Linked DNA regions of Zea mays: region 2 is linked to region 1. A link is a contact called in public Hi-C data. All regions are on one chromosome and are shown on one strand. The core of a region is the stretch at or near the end of the contact, and the rest is flanking DNA. Distances in the headings are between cores, read along the strand shown.

Region 1 (3,368 bases), core at 469-2,968:
ATGCCTTTGGTCATGGCATATTGTCAAAGATGTCCTTTAGTAGTCTCATGACATACCTATCGTAGGGGAGGTTATGAATGTCATATCCACGGACATCGAGCCCATGTTATTTAGTAAGATGTAGTTGGCAGTAAGTGTAACCTTCCATACTTGATAATTCTTTATGGTACATCTACATGCGTATGTGTGGCGACATGGTCAATGCAGATACTATATAGTGGTCTCGAGTACCCTACAACCTAAGTCATGGCAACACCGCGCTTTTCAGGGCTGTAATGGCGCACATCACACCTAATACTTATTCAATAAACAACCGCTATAGACTTATTAGAAGACCTTTTAATTGGGGGTCTCGACCTCAGGGTTGTAATGTCCTTAGTGGGTCTAGACACATCCTTCAGCCTTATGACAGGATTGTACTTAGTTCGCATCAAGTCCCTTGTTCCCACAAGGCTTTGGGTCTCAAAGGGTTTAGAGCATGTTCGCTCACATAATGAGAGGGTGAGGACCTTAGAGCAACTCCAGTAGTTCTCTAATAGACTTCCTAAATCAACAATTTAAGTAGTTAACACAAAAACTCATCTCCAACAGTTCTCTAAATGAACTTTCTAAATTTAACAACTTCTCATCTAACCTTATTTCATCTCTACATTTGGCAATCGTTTAGCAACTCCCTAAACAAAAATGTTTGCTGCATTATGTAGATAATGAAGGTAATTGATGACATTTGTGACTTTTATTTTTTTATGTGGATAGATACAAAACAAAACTACAACCTATATTTAGAGAACTATTGGAGAACTCACATTTTTTACTCCCAAAGTTATTTAGCAACTTCTTAAATCTGTGATTTAGAGAGCTAAAATTTACATAACTATTGGAGTTGCTCTTAGAGCATCTCCAATAACTCCCCAAAAGTCTCCCCTAAATCCAATTTTTTTGAAAAAACACAAAAATGTGTCTCCAACGGTTCCCCTAAAGCGCTCCCAACATTTTTATAGCCCTTAAAACTCTCTCATTTGTAGCTACAAATGAGGAGTTTTTTGGCTCTCCAGAAACAATCTGTCGCTTTAATGGATCTATTGGAGAAATGATTAAAATCTACCCCCACTAATTATTTAGATGTCCCTTAAAACTGATTTTGAGGAGTCGTTTTCTGGAGAGCTATTAGAGATGCTCTTAGGGACCTTGGGACCAGCAGAGAGCCCCCAAACATCTAAGTGGTGTTAAGTGTTCGATGTTCCGAGTGATGAGTTGTTCTGAGCACTTGAATCCTTCGGAGCAAATGGGACCCAAGAGGCACTAAGGACAAGGGGAGGCCCTAAGGCATCAGAGGCCCTAGGGCCTAGTGGGTCCCGGTCCCTTAGTAGCACTTTACGAGACTTTATGGTGTATGTTCTTTTATGGTGTCTCGATGTCAAGTTAATCGATGTCACAACATTTCCAATACAATTGGCTATGGAATTGGACCTCCATTTTCATGAACACAATTCAAGCGTACACCCAAACAGACCTGAATAGAGTTGGGCTTGGGGACTCTGAATAGAGTTGGGCTTGGGTAGTTGAGATCCAAATTTCCGCCTTCAGGCTCGACAAAAAAAAGGCTCGGGTGACAGGGACACCGCGGGTGCAGGCCTCCAGGGGCACGGCGATGGGACAGCACGACTCTCTTCTCTGAGAAAACCCAACAAAAACCCTCGCTCGCCTCACTTGTTCGCTCACCTCGGTGCGGCGCGTCGTTCGGACACGGAGATACAGCGGCGATTCCGGCGATGGAGTACGTGAACCCCCTCACCGGCTTCCGCGTCGACGGCCGCCGCCCCAACGAGGTGATGCATCCTCGCCCGCTTTCCCCTACGCGCGGTTCACGCGAACAGCCCTATCTCACCCGGTGCTGGACATCACGCAGATGCGGCAACTCAAGGGCGAGGTCGGCGTCGTTGCGCGCGCAGACGGGTGAGTTAAGAATCTCTCCCGACTCTGATGGACTGGGTTGAAACGAACAGCTAGCTATTCGATAAGGGTTGGGACGGCGGTACGGTGCTCACTTTTGATCGGTTCTGCTGGTGTTTGTTGCTCTGCGCAGGTCGGCGCTGTTCGAGATGGGCAACACCAGAGTCATCGCCGCCGTCTACGGCCCGCGAGAGGTGATTCCCGTTATCCTACTTGTGTATCTCGGTGTCCACCAGAGTCATGTGCACTGCGTGTTTGAGGAAATGCCTCTTAGAGGGGGTTTCCATTTACTCGTGTACTATATGGTCGGTCGAATTCTCTGAACCAACATCGACTTTGATCTAATCTTCAGTAGTTTTTCCTAGTGAAATTGGGGATCATTTGGAAAAACTGACTTGCCTATTGTTTAAATTTTCTATATGCATGAACAGTGTGAAAACCACTAGGATCCATACTGGCCTATTGCCAGTAGCACATTATTTGTTTATACGTACACAATGTTCATTCCTGAGATGTACTGGAGAACTTGGAATTATGGAGATTTCAATCACTCATGTTCTTTACTTCCTGTCAGACTACTAAACACCAGGGGGCTTCACCTTCTATTGCTTTGTTGTACCTTCAATTTACTTTTCAGTGTAACCAAATAACAAGTTCATGCTCTTTGATTGCTCTTTCAGGTTCAGAACAAAGGTCAGCAAGTAAACAGCAAGGAGGCTTTGGTAAAGTTTCACTCCTCCAAGTGCATTATTTTGTTAGAGGCTGTTCTTTGTGCTGTGTTCCTGAGGGAGTTCTGTATGCAGGTTCGTTGTGAGTACAGGATGGCAGAGTTTAGTACAGGAGATCGGAGGAGAAAACCGAAGGGTGACAGGTACTTTCCAACTTGAACACAGTAAAATTTGATTAAAAGAAAAGTCCATCCTTGGGCATTCACAGCATTTGGTTCACTTACTATCAGGAAAGATTTCCGATGTTGCAAATGTGTTTTATTTCTCTACCTTATCAACAAGCTTCTTTTCTCTGAATCCTGTGTTTTTGGGATCACAATTGACTTTCCCAATACAGTAAACAATCCTCAGTGAATGTATGGGTGTCAGATGTTTTTGTAACAGTATAATAGTTGTGGATGGCTTTGTAGGCCTCACATGCCAATCTCTTTCTATTTACTATATTAAGCATCAGTTTCCACGGTTCCACGGTTTTTTACTGTCGTCGTGCTCCCCCACATTTAAATCGAAAAAGATAAAATTATGCACAAATGAGAATTTGAACTATGGTTGCTGGCTCCAAACTCACATTCACACCCACCTAGCCAAAGAACACACATGTCTTTGTGTTTTATACTCTATACTCAAGCATAAATGAAAATTGTAGCAACTTACGGGCACTTTGCTAGTGTCACTGGAAGCCTGACA
Region 2 (3,257 bases), core at 226-2,725, 570 kb before region 1:
CAATTGGTGGCGATACTTGCAATTTGTGGCGACACATGTCACACTTATGGTTTTTATCTATTAATTTTGCCTCCATTGTTAATCTATTATTTTATTGCAGAACCAAATTCTACGGTATGTTGTTCCACTTCCACCACGACATTGGCCATTTTTATAAGAATGGAGAGCTGTAAACTGAAGTTTCGCTAAGTAGCAACTAGGACCAACCTTCAACATAGATGAGTCCTGACTTTACACAAGAGTTCCATCAACTATGTGAAAAATTACTGCAGCCTCCCTACCATTACAGTTCAAATATCCAAACAAACTCACCTGCAAACCACCTCTTCCACCTGAGTGGACCATAACAGAATCCATAGGTGGGCGGTTCCATCTTTGAGGGTCCCACAACATTGTGCTGTTGAAAGCAAATGCAGAGAAGCCAATTGGGAATCGACGAGTCGAACTCTTCTTCTGAACCGTCTGGACTGTGTGCCATCCCATGACTCGGTTTCCTTTGCAAATAGGGCCTTCCAAAACTGCCCTATACTTCGTTCCAACATGGATTGCTACAGGCCATGAGCCAAAGCGCCTGAAAAACATAGCACGTCTCATGAGAAGGGAAGCCAGATTGTCTCGTTTAGTTCTACCGAAATATGGCTAGCAGATCTTGAGTTTTGACCTGAAACTTCTGGTTAGCAGTTTGAGGGAGCACTGTGGTTCTCTAGCTCCATCATTCCAATTAAACTAATCAAGGCTATGTGATGCTTACAATCTTATATGTCAATATAAAACTACATTTAACTGTTTATTATGAATCATCAAAACAATTTGTAGACAATAAGTTCATTACAGATATATCAGTACAGGCAAAAAAATGTGGTAGAGAGCTCTGACCTGATCTTCTGCATTTCTTCAAATACATCAGCTGAGTATGACCGCTCTTCATCAGCAAAATGCATTATACCATCAAGGTGATGCCTTTTGACATGATAGATTGCATTATTCCTTTGACATACAGCAATCTTTCGTACACTCGTGGTATTCTTTCTACATATAAGATGCCTGTACATAACCCCAGAAGACCTCAGAATTTCTGCTGTTTCATAGGACTGTTCAGGCCATTCCACCACCAACCATAAAAGAGGTGCCTGTACAGCTTTCAAAACATGGGCTAGCCGATTCAAGTAATATGCCTGTTGTGGCCGAACAGAAGTGATCGTCACGATTATCAGCAGCTTCTTCACAGGAATGTCAGATTCTTCAATAGCAGGTAATGCAGGTGAAGATTCAGCAAAATCTGCCTCATCATCCAACATTGCAGGAACTGGAGGGCTCTCTTGAACCTGAGGCTCGTCAATCAGTTCGACCTCTTTCTCTACTACAACTGTCTCCAACTCCTTAACTTTGGTGCCCATCATTTCCGCCTCAATCACACCATCATGGAACGGAAGCCTCTCGTTTTCGGATACTATTTTCTTGTAAACATCGACAGAGAACAAAGGCATGAACCCAATGAAAATGCCAACCATGAAAAAGAACAGCAGATGGACTGCAACTCTCCTGCAGGTCAACCCCTTTGATTTTGACCTCTCCTGTGATCGGCCATGCCTCTGGGAAGTCATAGCCGCGCACACAGATTTTAGCTTGCTCGACAGCAGGAAAAAGTCCAAGGAGATCACTGAGGCCAGCAACCCCCTCATTGCGACATAGGACTGTGAGTACAGCAGTTTTGGGGACGGCGAGGGATTGTTGAACTCGGACCAGTCCCTAACCGACCCTTCCCGTAGGATAATCCCACTGTTCCTTCGACTGGACACCATTCCAGAATCAAGGCTTCGTGATGCATGTACTCCTCCTGAATTACTCAAAAGCACGAGTCCTTTATTCCACGGTTGTTGCACTTTCTATCCCTTTAACTCATGTAAGACTGCAAAACATTCTTCCCTGATGAGGTCATCAATCGAATTGTACCTGCAAAACAACGTGATGCGAGGCGTGCGTCAGCTCAGCTCAAGATCAATCAATACATGCTCACGCTAACCCATAGAGCAGGCTAAACTGAAACATTCTCCCGGAGCAGCGATCCAAATTGAAGGAGAGCAAGATCCAAAGCTAAAGCCTAAAGGTACAGACTCTAAGAACTTAGAAGATCACCAAGGAAACCAGACATTTCTGAGGCGGGCCTAACTAACAGCCATGGGGGGATCAACTGAACCCCGCAAATTTACTGCTACCATCAATCCACTCCACCGCGCAGACGCCCAGGACGGGAATCCGCAAGCTAGCTGGACGGATCGGATTCTTCTTGTGCAGGACAAAGCAAGCGAACCAGCAACCCGTCCAAGCAAGCAAAGGCTTCCTTACCCAGGACGGAAGACGAGCAGCCAGGCCCAGACGTGATCTCCAATTAGCGTCGGTGAGAGAAGGAAGCGGCGGCGGCGGCGGCGGCGGCGGCGGTGCGAGCAGAACGCCTGATCTAGATGCAGGGGGCTGCTTGCTTCGCGTACGGCTCTCTGGCTGGCTCGCCCCCCTCCCGCTCCCCCTCCCCTTCCCACCACGCCTCTCCTTTTCAGAAACCGCGGCCCGTGGTGTTGAGCTGTTCCCGGCTCCGGCTTGACTTCTCGCTCCCTCCCTTTCTCTCTCCACGCAAACCGAGACAGGGGGAGTTGGTGAGGGTATGGTTGGATAGAGAAAAAGGAGCTCCTCGCGGAGGCGGAGGTGAGCGAGACGAGTAAACAAATCGCGGGCGGTCGCCGTCGCCGGTCGGCGTCGGTCGGTCTGGACTCTGGAGGGAGGTCAGTTGCGTCGCCGGTTGCAATCCAGCCCCTGGATTCTTGCGGTTTTACAGACGGTGACCGTTGTAACGCGACGGATCATGTAAAATCTCTATTGGTCCTGCCTCGTATTTTTATAAATAACTCCTATTTGAAATGGCCCACACATATAGATTACATCTAATTTATTTCGTCTATCCACTCTCTATCCTAAGTGAATCTGCGCCCTCACACGAGGCACGAGCGCCTCAGTCACCCATACAATGACACAAACTCACACACGTCATGTCTTTTGTTCATACAAACTAACGACATGACAAGTGGGCTCGCGCCAAATGCACCGCGACAGGAGCCCAATAACCCATGCACGTCGCTCCGTAAGGGATGGAGAAAGCGGTTTCAGCAGACCCACACACGCCGCGTCTTCTATGCATAGAAACGCGCGGAAAACATTTTCAGCAGCCACAGGATGGAGCTGTTTTACTCATCCTAATCCGCCCA

Evidence for each region. Hi-C and Micro-C count contacts between places; a contact is called where the count stands out from the background.
Region 2: a Hi-C map of tassel shows a contact between it and region 1, with 2.7 times the contacts expected there. The contact joins the promoter of LOC606448 here to the promoter of LOC100192964 in region 1. A contact is called at or near these places in 4 of 25 Hi-C or Micro-C datasets (ear, endosperm, leaf and 1 more).

The regions. Positions count from the first base shown.
Region 1 is chr8:69,004,577-69,007,944 of Zm-B73-REFERENCE-NAM-5.0, reverse strand. LOC100192964 reads left to right here and starts at 1,718. Exons shown (of 11, transcript NM_001138140.1): 1 at 1,718-1,829; 2 at 1,910-1,956; 3 at 2,087-2,147; 4 at 2,634-2,675; 5 at 2,757-2,824. The coding sequence starts at 1,773.
Region 2 is chr8:69,576,440-69,579,696 of Zm-B73-REFERENCE-NAM-5.0, reverse strand. It overlaps LOC606448, which reads right to left and starts at 1,475. Exons shown (of 4, transcript NM_001112316.1): 1 at 877-1,475; 2 at 313-571. The coding sequence starts at 1,436.